Linked DNA regions of Mus musculus: regions 1 and 2 are each linked to region 3. A link is a contact called in public Hi-C and Micro-C data. All regions are on one chromosome and are shown on one strand. The core of a region is the stretch at or near the end of the contact, and the rest is flanking DNA. Distances in the headings are between cores, read along the strand shown.

What was found. A called contact is a pair of places that touch in the nucleus more often than the background predicts.
Region 1: a Hi-C map of neutrophils shows a contact between it and region 3, with 1.9 times the contacts expected there. The contact joins the enhancer-like site here to the promoter of Cnih3 in region 3. A contact is called at or near these places in 10 of 39 promoter capture datasets (the 3T3-L1 cell line, 3T3-L1-derived adipocytes, the HPC-7 cell line and 7 more), 16 of 484 Hi-C or Micro-C datasets (the BV-2 cell line, the CH12 cell line, ECoMG-derived neutrophils and 11 more), 3 of 115 datasets of contacts at active chromatin or transcription factors (double positive thymocytes and embryonic stem cells) and 1 of 9 other capture datasets (pancreatic islet).
Region 2: a contact with region 3 is called in a Micro-C map of muscle stem cells, with 4 times the contacts expected there. The contact joins the enhancer-like site here to the promoter of Cnih3 in region 3. A contact is called at or near these places in 5 of 39 promoter capture datasets (embryonic stem cells, frontonasal cranial neural crest, hippocampal neurons and 2 more), 1 of 484 Hi-C or Micro-C datasets (muscle stem cells), 6 of 115 datasets of contacts at active chromatin or transcription factors (the 3134 cell line, VIP interneurons, embryonic forebrain and 2 more) and 1 of 9 other capture datasets (pancreatic islet).

The regions. Positions count from the first base shown.
Region 1 is chr1:181,297,835-181,302,351 of GRCm38.p6, reverse strand. No RefSeq gene overlaps it. Among named protein-coding and RNA genes, the nearest start is that of Gm39717, 6.5 kb to the right of the region's middle. Within about 2 kb of position 2,496, at least 19 of the 459 cell types and tissues checked have an H3K27ac peak or open chromatin away from gene starts, as enhancers often do. A contact at or near this core is called in neutrophils, where this site is marked.
Region 2 is chr1:181,392,187-181,397,021 of GRCm38.p6, reverse strand. All of the region lies in intron 1 of Cnih3 (cornichon family AMPA receptor auxiliary protein 3), which reads right to left. Among named protein-coding and RNA genes, the nearest start is that of Cnih3, 42 kb to the right of the region's middle. Within about 2 kb of position 1,616, at least 91 of the 459 cell types and tissues checked have an H3K27ac peak or open chromatin away from gene starts, as enhancers often do. A contact at or near this core is called in hippocampal neurons, muscle stem cells and pancreatic cancer cells, where this site is marked.
Region 3 is chr1:181,349,194-181,353,969 of GRCm38.p6, reverse strand. Cnih3 (cornichon family AMPA receptor auxiliary protein 3) reads right to left here and starts at 1,342. Exons shown (of 6, transcript NM_001160211.1): 1 at 464-1,342. The coding sequence starts at 544.

The DNA.
Region 1 (4,517 bases), core at 1,247-3,746, 53 kb after region 3:
TACCCTTCGGGGATCTGAGAGCTGTTTCTTCTTTGCAAGCATCACATACTTTATTGCTGACACAGCCCAGTGTCCAGCCAATCCTGGATGTTCGTCGTCTTACGCTGCCCCTTTAAGGCCCATTTTCCTCTCTCCTCTCAACTCACTTTTGCTCAATTATTCCAGGACAGATACTCCTCCTTTCTATCCCCGTTCTCTTCCACTACAAACCAAAGCCAAAATGACCTTAATTATGAATGGTAAGTATTAAGTATTATATTCAATGACTCGTCCATATTAGGAAAAGGATACCGTATATTTGGAAATGTGATTGGAATATAAATATAATTGGAATATACTGGTCATTAAAGATTAAAAAAAACAGGAGCATATAATAACATATTAGCAAGCCTTGGGAAAGGCCCAAATTTTCCCTTTAGAATTTCCACCACAGTACCCATGTGTGTTTCAGCCTTTAATTAAATCTACTTTTCCACAGACACCATCATTCAGTAAAATTGAAAAACCTTTGTTAATAAATATCAACAACAGGACATTAAATTATTTCTATAAATACAAATATAACGATGAAAATGTTCTCTTACTATATTTTCTCACAAAAATGCAATATGCTATCAATATTTTAAGTGTAAATGGCTTTAGTGGGCTAGCTCAGGAACCTGGCTACATGACATTTTAAAAATATATTAATTTATTTATTTGCTTGCTTGCTTGCTCGTTTGCTTATTTATTGAGGTAAGGGTACGCATGGAGATCTGTGGGGGGTGTAGAAGTCAATGTGTGAAGGAAACGTGAGATGGAGAGCCAGGCACCACAGACTTCTGTGACTCCTCAAAGAGTCTATATGGCATTAGGTCTAAGATGGCTCCCAGAACACTGGTGAAACAGCAAAAAAGGACTTGAGGCCAGGGTGGTGGCTGCCTCCCCTGACTTCACAACCCCCCGCCCCCCACTTCTTCTGAGTAACCTCATTAGGCAGGGCTTGCGTTGGAGGATGGCAAAGATGTGGCAAAATACAAGGGTTTAAGAGATGAGGATTGGCTCAAACACTGTAGGTAGGCTTATGGGCTGCGCAAAAAATTCAGATCGGCGCCCTGATGCTGGTCTCCGGAGTAGGGTTTCCTGGGATTCATCCCAGGACTCTGTTGCCTCCCCCCCCCCCCCCGCCCCCAGTCCTGTTCCCACAGAGATCGGACGACAACTCGCAGGAATTGGTTCTCTCTTTCTATCCGATGGCCCCAGGGCTGGACCTCAGATCATCAGACTTGGCTTTTTTTTTTAGCTCAATGACATGTTAATGAAAAACTACATTCTATCTTCAAACAGACTTTAAAGCTGATTTCTGGCAATCTAGTTTTTGAAACTCGAACACCGTTTAACTTAATGTGAAGGCTATTCTTGGTTGTCAACTTGACTATATCTGGAACTAAAATCCAAAAAAAAAGGAGGGCACACCTGTGAGGGATTTTAGCTTAATGGAATCTTTGAGGTAGGAAGACACATCTCTAATCCAGATCCTCTGAAATGGGGGGGAAAAAGGCAGGCTTTAATCTGGATCTAGAGGCAGAGAGACAAGCCTTTAATCTGAACCACACCTCCTGCTGGGAGCCTATTTTAAGAAGAAGAAAATTTTGCTCTGTGCCTGCTTGCCCTTGCCTTGCTAGCAAGTCCAGTCTTTCGCTGGCGTTAGAGCCTACCTCTTTGGGATTCCGGTGCATACTAAAGCCTAGCTGAGACATCCAGCTGGGTGGACTGAACAACTGTTGGATTCTTAGACTTCCCATTCATAACCAGCCATACGTGGATTAGCTAGACCACAGCCTGCCATTCTAATAAATCCCCTTTCTATATATAGAGACTCATTGTATAAGTTCCATTACTCTGGAGGACTCTTCTAATACAGTGAATGAAGGATCCCAGCGAGGAACTTGAGACTATTTCATTATTTTGAGCTCAGAGATAGAGAGTGGGAACGTGCAAGTTCTATATGTATGAACTTCCTGTTGTCAATATTCCATTGGTTTTGGTGAGCAGCCAGTTCTTTGTTTTTCTTAAGCAATCGTTATGAATTCTGCTAGCTCTCACAGTAGAAAAACAAAAACAAACACAAACAAACAAACAAACAAACAAACAAACAAACTTGAGCTGTGGGTACAAGTTTTACCACATGAGTTTTCTAAATATATATATTTATTAGTGCTCCTTCACTCCCCTCCAAGCTGGGTGCTTCGGTCAGGGTGTGCCCACCCCCTCCCGGTGTCTTAGCTTAGCACGGCTGTGTCAGGCTTACTGTCCACATGGCCACTTAGCTTAGCACGGCTGTGTCCACACGGCCACTTAGATACAGCTGCATTTATTTACATTTTTTACATGAATGAAACTCTTAGCTTGTTGACACTTTGGAGAAGCTAAAAATGTCCCTTTTAAACTCCTGCTCACAACTGCATCCGCATGGGTGGCAGCTGAATTAGCCCCACTTTGTAGCAGAGTTGATTTTCAAGGGAGATGTTTGCAGGGAAATGAAGGGCTCGGAACGCTTTATTACTGGGTGACACAGTAGGAGCTATTTTGGTTATGTTTCAAGTTTCCAAGAGAAAATTTCAACTCGAGATCATGAAACAAAATCACAGGCACAAAAGGGAAGGAGAGACGGTGTATTTCTGGTCAGACTTCCCGCAGACTGCATCCCCAGCCTCGGCATCACCTTGGTTTGAACTTGTGGCTGTGGAAAAGATCAGACGATCTAGAACTCTTGCCACAGACTTCACAGCCAAGCTCCAATTACCCACACTGTGTGACATGGATAGTATCCGCTCATTTGCGGGCATCCATCAAGAGGCTACTACGAATGGAACCCTGTGTGGTGGAGGCTGCTGGGTCACAGGGGTGGACGGAATCCAGCGGTTGCCCTTATGGAACTCACAGTCTGGAAGGCAATTGACTGGAGTTCTGAGCAGAAGGAGAAGAAACACTGCAGTAGAGAAGCTACAGGAAGGGGTGGGCTGGACTGCCGGTGGATTATACAGGGCATCGGCAAAACCACAGAAGTCGAAATGGCATGGTCAGGGGAGGATGTGGTGAGTGTGGGAACAGAGACAGGCACTGTGCATGAGAAAGGTGAAAGGTGTTCAGGGCCAAGTCCTAGAGAGCCTTCAGGCCAAGGCCAGGAAGAGAACCAGAAACTGTGGGCAGAAGTTTTGAGAAGTCGAAGCCCTCTGGCCATTATCAGACGGTCATGAGACAGCGAAAAGAATGTGTTGGGGATCTTGTACGGCAACAAGTTGTGGAGATAATCCTGGAGAGCTAACAGGAGCAGCAGCAACATCAACACAGTGCGTAGGCAAGCTCAAAGGCATGGATGGAGGACTCAGTCAGCAGAGAAAGGAGCCAGCTATGTGGCCTCTGGTTCCCTCTGTCCCTTTCTGCAAGTGAAAGGTCACCTGTCCCCACAGAAGGCTCAGCTCCTGTAGAATGAGATCTTCTGAACAAAACAGCCACCGTCTTCAGCAAATCAGCTGTGCCTGCTTGCAAGAGACTATCTCACGAGGCCTGCTGCTTGTTGCTATAGAGGAGGAACGGGTGCGGAGCTTCACTGCACCCTCATCTAGGATTCCTGTGACCACCCAGACGTTTGTGTGCAATTTTGCCCTAATTGCCTGTGGCTTCTAGAGGTGCTAGAGTACACACACACTAGGGAAGATTAACTAGAGGAAAGTGGGAGACAGGCGTGTCCATCCATGCAGCTCTGAGAAGCCATCTTCCCACTCTGAGTGAGACTTCCTAGTGCCCCTGCTTTGGCAGGGGGTGTGGGGGTCCCCCACACTCCTTATAACCCATCAGCTGAAGTCACTGGTTCACTAAGTAAAGCTTTGATGGAATCATACCTAGGGGCCTATGAGGAGGGGATAAATGTTTATTTACACTCTGCAGAGAAGGAATTCTGGCAACAGCTGCCAACTCCCGCAGCTATCACAGACTCTTCAAGGTCTGGAAACTGCTGGTCGCCTGTTCACCCTACAGAGTTAGCTGTAACGACTTGGTTGGCAATAGCCATCCATCTCCACTCCTTATAGTTCCCTTACCCCTGTCCACAACCTAGTGGTGTCTCTGGTGGCCGGTGTCTGAAATCACGGTGTCACAAGGAGTCCTCCAGACCCTGTAAGAACACACTTTTGTTGCTAGGTTTGCTGGTAATCTTGAGTACTCCTGGCCATGGCCAGACCTTACTGTCAACTTCTGTAATCTCACAGCACTCTCCTGGGTGTCTCTGCTTCACATGTGCCCCAACTCCCACTCCTCTGAGCCTATGCCCATGTCTGCCTCTAATGAGAATATCATTCATTCTGAATTAGGGGGTACATAATGGCCTTATCATAACGTGGCTATATCTACAAAAGCCCTATTTGCCATTAAAGGCCTATCTGACCCCTTGAAGGTTAGGAGGGCAATGTATCTTTTGGAAAGATACGACTAAGCTCTAACTGGGTACTGGGAATCTGTAAGTGCCTGGTGATTCT
Region 2 (4,835 bases), core at 367-2,866, 43 kb before region 3:
GCAGAGAGTAAGCCCTCGTTGTAATCTACCTGATGTAGGAAGAAGTGCTTTGTTAGGCAGCACCAGAGAACTAATACACCTGTTTTCAAAATACCAAAAGCATTGCACCCGCAATCTGAGTCTGAGTCTGGGGGAAATGGCTGTGAGCACCACCTGAGAACGTGGGTCAGACCATTTCTGACCCCAAACAAACACTCCCCCCAGAAAAGTAGCTTCCTCCTATAAGTCCCCAAACCTGTGCATGAAAGACACAGAACACACCATCTCACTTCCTCTCCATGTCTTGTTCCAATAGAAGCAATGCCTTCAGAAAAATCCCAAGCTTTGGGGTCCTGTTAGAGCAGGGAGTGCCAACATTTGGAAGGCAAGCAGGCTACGGAAGCGTTTTGATTGGCTGGGATACAGAGCGCCCAACCAATGAGTGCAGCTTGAGTACTACCTAAGTCTCTTCCCTTGCTGATTCTAAGCTGCTCAGGAAAATGTCTCATGTGCTCCTGGGAAGGATGGAGCACTGGTTCTAGACTCAGACAGTTGTTTTGGGGCTCTATGAAGTACCAAGCATTTATCCCAGTCCTTGCTCAGCCATCGAGGACCATGAAGCATAATCAAAAAGTAGCTATCACTCATAACGTTGTCACTGGATAGTCTGTGCTCTGTAATGCCCAGAGCCAGCCAGCAAAGGGTCAGATCTGGAGTCCAGCACTCACCCTCTTCCTTAGTTGTCTTCGGCCTTTGCTAATGAGATTCACTTTCCCTTATGAGACGGAATAAAGAACACTTCATAGTACACCCATCAATACCAACATGGGCCGTGACCCAGCAGGCTTGGCACCAGCCCTCTGTCATCTAAGGATACCCAAACAATGTGCCCAGGAGCTAATGAGACCAAGGAAAGCACTTTAAAGCCAACACAGAGATCTCAGTCATGTCCTGACTCCACCAGTCTCATCTAGTGGGGCCCTTTGGAGAAGCAGGGTCAGCAGATGCATCTCCCCGACAGCACACACAGGACAGCTTGTTACTGTCACAGGGCAGCGGCTGCTCTTATCTTGAGCAGGGATCCCTGTGCTATGGCCTGCCAACAAGATGGGACCAGGCCAATTCCATAGCAGAGTCTAAAGGGGCAGAGCCACTTAGACTAGGCAGAGTGGGCCAATGATTAGGGATAAAATGGAACCCACCCTTCTGTCTGCTGCTCCTGTATATCTGACCCCCGACCACCAATACACCACATTCAGTCCCATGATCCTCTGATCTCTTTATACTGCCATAATAATATACATCTTAAATGTCCCCAAAGGCCTATATGTTAAAGGCTTTGTCACCAGCCTGTGGTGCTATGTGGTAGAAGCTTGAGGAGGTGTGGCCTAGTGGGAGGAAGTTACATCATTAGGAGGTGTGGCCTCGTGGGAGGAAGTTACGTCATTAGGACATGGCCTTGAAGGGCATATTGGTGGGATTTCAGCCCTTCATATTCCATCATCCCCCCACCACCTGCCCTATCTCTCTTCTTTCTCTCTTTTCCTCTAGGCAAGCAGCTGTGCTCCAGCACAGCCTCCCCACAATGACCTCATCGCAGGTCCCAAAACAGGAGAGGAACTGACCGATAACTAAAACTTACAAACTGTGAGTCAGAAGTTCCCCTCCTTTAAGCCAATCACGCCAGACACTTGAGCACAGCTAAAGAAGGCTGACTCAGCCACAATCACTGTGGTCCCTCATCTACCATTCTCTCAGACACCTCCCATATGCCCCTCATGTTACAAGCAGAGCTACCCCTAGTCCCTGTATCTTCCATCTTTATAGGTACCTACCTACCCATCACTAGCTCCCTGACCTTGAATGTACCTTTTACCTCCCCAGACTGTGACCTTTTTGTTTATAAAATAAGAAGACTAATGTTCCTGCCTCAGCGGGCTGCAGGGAGTGTGGAGAAGAGGCCTAGCCCACAGTACAGAGTACAGAAATGAGAATTCTGCTAGATTTGAGCACGGACTCCCTCTGTGTCCACACTGAGGGGCAACTCCACAGGGAGCTCGGGCTCTGTGTGAGTCACAGGGACCCTGCTGGGATTCAATATCTGTCTCACTGATTTGTGTGACTGCAGGCAAGTTTTATTAACCTTTCCAAACCTCAGTTACCTCAAATAATAAAAAAAAAGAACAATAATACCTCCATCACTTCAAATATAAAGAAAGGACAATTATAGTTCCTATCTCAGAGCCACTGCAAGGAGCAAAAGAAATGATGGGGACTAGAGAGATGGCCAGCTCAGAAATGTGCTCGCCATACTGAAGGGCTTTCCATGTGAGCGTGAGGACCACTTAAAATGTGTCCATGTGTACCCGTGACCACTCACACATGCACACATATACACATGAAAACATACAGAGATGGCTGGAAGGGGAGGGAAAGAGGAGGAGAGGGAGAGAAAAGAAGAGGAGGAAGAGAAGAGGGGAGAGAGAGAAGAGGAGGAGAGGGAGGAAGAAGGAAAAAGGAAGGAAAGAAGAAGAAGAAAAAGGAGAAGAAGGAACATATATAAAGCAAAGAGACAAAGAGTCCCAGGGCCAGTGCTCAGTAGGTAATGATGCCACTTTCTTAACTGGTTGCTGTCCCTGAGATATTTTTCCCATACTCCTGACTATGAGTCTTCATCCCTGGTCTAAGGCAAAGTCATCAGCTTGACAATCTAAGTCTAGTGAAAGCTGTCACTATGGAGAAGACACAGGTAACAACTGGAAAGAAAGCAGGTAGGTGAGAGAGACTGCAGGGTTCATTCACCCTGTCACAGCTGGGGACTACGATCAGCAGACAAACCAGCAAGGGAGACCTCGGCTGCCCTGTCCCTGGACCGACATGGAGAACATAACCTGAACACAGAACACGCTGGCATCTTCAACCCCTGTCTGGGCCAGACTAGCAGATGCAGCTAGTTCTGGGGCTGTGTGCTGTGCCTCTGATAGCTGTTCAGTCACCAGCAGACAAAGATAGCTCAGAGCCCTGCACGTCTAGGAGAGATGCCAAGGGAGCAGGACTCTGGCCCGTGTCCAGCCTGGCTGATTTGCGACTCTTTGCAGAGCCATGCTGCCTCCAGCCAACAGTCACCAGGTCAGGGAAAGCCCAAAGAGATGTATATAATGAGGATGGCTGTGTACACTGGCTCGTTAACAGAGGTGACCCTGCCACTGAGCAGCAGGAGCAGGAGGACAGCAGAGCAGCCTGTAGGACCCTGAGCCTCTCTGCCATGCAGCCAGGCTAAGGAGCCCTTCTCTGTCCAACCCCAGCACTACAGACAGAGGGAAGGCTCTGGGTAACAGCCCCCAGCCCAGATGACCCTCTGTCTAATCAAGCTCATACCAGTTCTGCTGCCTTGAGCTTTCTCCATCAGACAAAGGATCTGCTTCTCTCCTGGCTCCAGTGGGTTCTACCCTTTGTTAAGCAAGTCCCTCTCCAACAGGCCTGCAGCACCTGCCATCTGTGAAGAACTAGCCTTATTTACTCCTGGAGTGCTTGCTAAGCAGTGGCCATGCCCCAGGGCCAGTGCTAGAAGCAAGGTGGATAGGACCAACCTATAACATCTGATCATTCTGCAGTGACCTGGAGCCACAGTGACCCCTGTGGGTGGGAGCCTGCTGCTCCAGGCTTCAATCCATCAACAAAACTGACCGGAAGGCATGAAGGAGAGAGGCAATGCCCACTGGGGCCAGGATTGCAATTTGGTGATAGATTACTTTGGGCTGGTCTGAGAACCTTGGTGACAAGACCATTACTACCCTCCCCTGTTCGCAACACTGCTATCGTCCATTATCATCATTGATCTAAGCAAAGCTCTCTCTTGCTGCCATTACTCCTTTGTGGACCCATTCATTGCTTTTTATGCTACCTGCTCTTCCTGACCACCCAGCCAATCGGTGATTAGCGCTCAGGATTATCTTTCTGCTCACGCTGTCCTTGCACACCGCATGCTTGTGTGCTGTCTGCTCCTGGCTTGCTCCTCATTCCTTCCTTACTCGTACTCAGCAGCAGAGCTGTAGAGCACCACGGGAGTGTTACACTGTCTGTCCATGCCTCCGGCAAGAAAAATATTCAACATTCATCATCCATTAAAGGAATGCCACCTGAGGGATATTCCGGTAATCTCTTTGGAACTTGCGCCTGGGGATGGAGCTGTTGGTCTCTAAATCCAAGGAGAACGCCTTAGCTGCCACACAAGGTATCCAGCTGCCTTCTCCACAGTGCTGAGGGCCCTGTGTTCAAGGCTCCATCACCACAGTCCCCCAGGCCTGGAGAGACCCATCTGCTGCTTTTGTCTGCAACACTCCAGGGAAGCAGCTAGCCTTTGGGTTCTACTCTATAAATTTCCTAAGCAGACCTCAGGGACCCACCCAACAGGGAGGCTCTGGTTGCATGAACTCTCCCTGGAGGGGTGTAAGCAAATACCTACTCATCCCAGATGGGACAACAACAGACCAGGTACCATTCCACCCAGGTTCAATGTGGTGGTAAACCAATGACTTTATTGAAATTATTTACAAAACACAGGCGAGGGGAGTCACTTAAGGAGTGTGGGTGAAGCCAACACAACTTTATCCATGGAAAGTCTCACCCCAACATATGGGAGATGACTCTCCCATAGCTATATAGTTGGAGCTGTTCCCTTTTAGTTAACTTTCCAGAGACTGCAAGAGCACATTTAATTAAAGCAAAACTACACAGAGCTTGGGGAGGAGGACGTGGGAGTGGCTGAAATCTCAGGTGAGATCTCTGATGGTCTTCCAGCTCCTTCCTTTTATGAGGGGATGTCAACTGGTCCAACCTCGGGTCTCTGAGGAGTA
Region 3 (4,776 bases), core at 93-2,592:
CCACCACAGATGCTGACATTTTAAATGTTTAGTTGTTATAGTTACTTGACTAATTGCCTGGGACACTGGCAGGGCTTCTTCTCTCCTGCAGGCAGGAGAGAAGGGAGTGGGGTGCGGAAGCCCAGCAGATGGGGTTTTGAGCCACTACTCCTGGCCTGGCTGGGACACCTTGCCACGCCCAGGAATGTGCCCCGCAGGGAGGCTCCACCAGTCACTGGCTCCAGCCAAGGCAGGTAGGCGCCCGGCGCGGTACCGCCTGGTCTCAGGATGCCAAGAACTGTGTCTCCTGCCCCGGGACAGGGGAGATGGACAAGGTCTGCCCAGAAAGTACTTCTGCCTGACCTCGCGGTCCGCCCACGCCTGCTATGTCTAAAAGGCCGGTGAAATGAGGAAATGAGGTGGGCGTGGGGGGAGGGAGGACTTTGGGGTACAGGAGAGTTAGAAGCCTCTGCAGGTTACTCACGTGCCAGATAGCGAAAAAGATGAGCGCAGCGCAGAGCACCAGGGACAGCATGTAGCAGAAAGCAGCGAAAGTGAAGGCCATGGCTGAGGACCCCGGATCCCACCACACACAAAGCCGCTCCCTGGAGACCAGTGCCTTCCCAATTAGCAGTCAGAAAGATGTCTAGTCTACACACTCCGGGTAAAAACCCAAACGACTAGAAGCACCCACGACAAGCAGAGACAGAGTTGAGGGTCAGCGAAGCCCGGACGATTCTGGCAGGACTGGAGACCCGGGACTTGGAGCGCCCACAGGCACAGAATGCCTCTGGTAGCAACAGTCCCCCTAGCCGAAGAAGAAACCTAACCAGCAGAGAACACCTGCAGACCAGTGTCAACTAGAAAGGTTCTCGAAACTAACAGGCACCGGGTGCGAGGACTCCACTCTGGACCAGGCGAGGAGGTCCGGTCCTCTGGAAAGAGCTCTCTCTGTTGGTGCCCAAGCAAAGAGGTGGGGTGAGCACGACACCCAGACTTCAACAGCCTCCGGCCAGGTGCCTGGACTCCGAATCCCAAAGCCGCTCTGTCCCCAGAGCACAAGTCTTGAGGTGGGCCAGGTCCCGTTAGCCCTGCGCCCCGGGCTGGGGTCTCCCAGCGCAGCTATGCGCACTGAGATGCATCCGGCCCCGGACCCAACCGCGTCCCCCGGCCGCCGGCTTCGGTAACCCGGTGCCTGGGAAACTGGGTCGGGCCGGGGCGGCGTGGGCTCCAGCCTGGAGGGCCAGCTCCCGGCCAGGCGGCTGCGGCGCGGGTTTCCGGCCAAGAGCGGCTCGCAGCTGAATGGGGCTCCACCTGCTGCTGCTGCTGCTTCTGCTGCTGCCGCGGGCGCCGCGAGGAATGCGGCGCTGGGACCCCTCCCTCGCGGCGCCCCACCCTCGCCGGCTCCAGAGCGCGCCCTCCCCGCGGGCGGAGACTGCAGCGGCAGCGGCGGGGGCCAGGGAGGCGGCGGAGAGAAGATGCGGTGCTCGCCCGCCTCTCGTAGGAAACTTGCGGCCCCGCGCGCGCGGAGGCGGGAGGGGCAGGGACTCTTTGAGCACGTGCGCCCGGAGAGAGTGGGAAGGCGGAAGGCTATGGCGACAACGCGTCGGCCGCCCCTAGGCTTCCAGCCCTTTGGAGCACACCAGAGCAGGGAAGTGAGGGATCGAGGGAGTGGAGGGCTCCTGTTGGTTGGGTCCTGCTTAGGCAGATTTCCCAAACTGTAATCTACTTCTGATCTAGGGTGCCTTTACTGCTCTACCCTGTGCCCCCCATAGGATTCTGAATCAGCGCCCATCCCTCGCATCCTCCACTATCCTGCTCCATCTGACCTTGGGATTATTGGAACCTGGTCAGTGGGGAGTGGGAGGTGGGGGAGGAGGGGATAAGGCAAGGGTGCAGAAAGTGTTTCTGTGTTGCTCTGTGGCATTACTAAGAGCTTACATTACTAAGAGCTTACTGTTGAAAGCAGACTCGCTCCTACCTCCAACTTTCTTAGCCTCCTTAAATAAAACCTGAATAGCAATTGAGTGTCTTCAAACCCAACAGGACCTAGCAGGGAGCAATTGGTACCCAGTCAATCCGTAAATGTAGGGACCTCTGTCACAGAGGTTAAGCATCTTAAAAAATTGTATCATAATTGCTCAATAAAAAAAAAAAAAATCCAACCCTGCAGATAGAACTTGGATTTCAGATGAGTCAGCACAGGAAGCAAGAAGAAATGTCCTGAGAGACGAGTAGCAAGCAAGTCCCCCGGGAATCTGAGGTGCACCTCAGAACATCGGATTATGTACAGAAAAGAATGCTTCGCTCCCATCCTCCCCAACCTCTGGATCTTACAGGCTTTGGCCCCTTTTCTGCCACCTCTCCATGATGGTCCCTGAAACTTAGGGAGAAGGAGTGTGATATGATTGTCCATTTGTGGCTGGCTGAGCACTCCACTGCACTTTGACAGGTCATGTATTTACCTTAACTGCCCTCCACGGCACAAAACAACTTCCCTCATGAGATCTAAGAGCTGCACCAACCTATAGGTATAGAGATACAAAGTTAGAGGACAGTTTGATACTAGTTCCATTTAGCAAAATTGTAGAGAGTGTCCTCTGGACATGAACAATTCCCCAACCATGGATTCTGGGCCAGATATATAGTAGCAGGCATGAGTTTCCTCCTCAAAGACCTTAAACCCAGTCGGGAAGCAGCTGATTGCCCCTTTAACATTCATGCCACTGTTGTGCCCATGGCATATCTTGCCACATTGTCATTACTCAGATTCATTGGGTTCACAGCTGGTTAAGACTGTTGATGAGCCACACATACACTCAGAAGCCTGCATAGCTCCTTGTGGTACTATGAAAGGTAGAAAGCAGAGAGGAAACTCCCTAATCAATGCTAGCTTGATTTCTCCATCTCCTGTCTTCTGCAATAGAACCTTATCATCAAGTTCTGGTGGGCAACCTGGAGCAAATGACAATATCCCTTGTTCTTTGCTGGTCTCTGAGACACCCCTAAATTCTACAGACTCTCCAAGTACACAAATCTCAAGATTTGGTGCTAGGTCCCACTATGAGAGAGAACATGCAATGTTTGTCTTTCTAAGTCTGGAAACTCTTTACTTTAAACACTGAATAGACACTAATGAAAAAGCATTCCGAGATGTTTCTGAGATCTTGGCTGGAATGCCAGACTTTCTTTGTAGCAGACATGAGCATAGTCTGTAGAAGGGATTCCCATGGCATGTTTCCCACTGACACCATTTTTCTGAAGTATGAGTGATAAAGTTTAATATATTGTCTAAGGTGTTACTCTCACCTCCACAAGATCAAAGGGGTTTAGATGTCTCATTTTAAATAAATTATTAAGATGCTGTATGTGAGAATTTCCTAGAAAATACATATTTTACTGTCTTGATTTATAACTTGTCAAATGAGTTGCTTTCTCCCTTAAGCAGGTATGCCTTCCAACAAGTGGAACCATGAATTTAAAATGAATGTATACTTATATAGACACAGTTATTTTTTAATGACTATTGAATATTTCATGTTTGAAATGCTTGATTATGCTTAAGTACATGTCGGGTAGTTTTAACATTTGAAGTATATTTTCATAGAATTTTAAGTTGTTTTTATCAACATTTGTTGAATTCAGATTTTCTCAACTATTTTATTGAATAAAATATATTTTATTTTTAATCAATCTTTTGACTGGTAATTATAATTTAAAAAATTAAACCCTAAACTTTTATATAATGTGATTGACATGTTGATGAATGTGTGTGTGAATTATAGGGATTATTCTTAGTTTGCAAGAGACCTTTATGATAAAAGAGAGATTTACAAGCAAAAACAAATAAATTTGCTAACATGTATATTTCATATACCCGTGGGAGAAGCACAGAGAATGAGGAATTCTCAAAGAGGTGGCTTTGAATCCTAGCTTATATAACATCTTCAAATGACAGTACATTTCCTGAGAGGTGTCGGGCAGAGGAAAAAGACTTTAAGAATTGCAGGTGTAGTGACTTGGAATAGAACAAAGAACAGACAGAAGGGATGAGGGGAGGCAACCATGGGCTCATTTGAGTAGATGGGTTCTGGGCCAGTACAGTCCAGAACTGTAATGTGTGGTCACCTATTCTCCATGATAGGAGAATGTGAATTCATTTGTGTTGGCTGGAGGGGAGTCTTTTGTCTGTTTGAGTCTGTCTAATTGTAAGGTGTGGTTAGCTATTCTCCAAGGTAGGAGAATGTGAATTCGCTGTTTGAAGGGGTGTCTTCCATCTGTCTGAGTCTGTCTCCTGCCTGTAAGCAGGTAGCTGGATGGCAGAGCTCTCCTGCATAGGCCCTGTCTTCATTGCTTTCAACTCAGTGATCATTCCTGTTTGGGGGTGATATAGTCAGGTCCCCCACAGTCTTTTAAGAATCAATTCTGAGTGCCATTTGGATCCATCATGTCAGCAACAACGGTGGGAAAACCATGTTTTTATTAAAATCATAAAACTGTTTTGTATTGAAGAAATAAAAAGTGTGTTGCTCTGTCCTAGTTCTCTTGGTGTGAAGGACAATCAGGGCATGTGGCAGACCCTCCAGGATGCAGCTTATTATAAACATCCTTGTGTCCTCCATAGATGCAGGTGACTGGGGTGTATGGCTGGCAATGGAACGCTAATAAGTGTATCTTTAGTCCATTGTTTCTCTATTCTGAGATAGTTTTTGATATTTTATTGATGAATTCCCCAACTTGTAAATATTGAAACACTGCATTTACAATGTATGCAAGAATTGCAATGTGCAAACGATA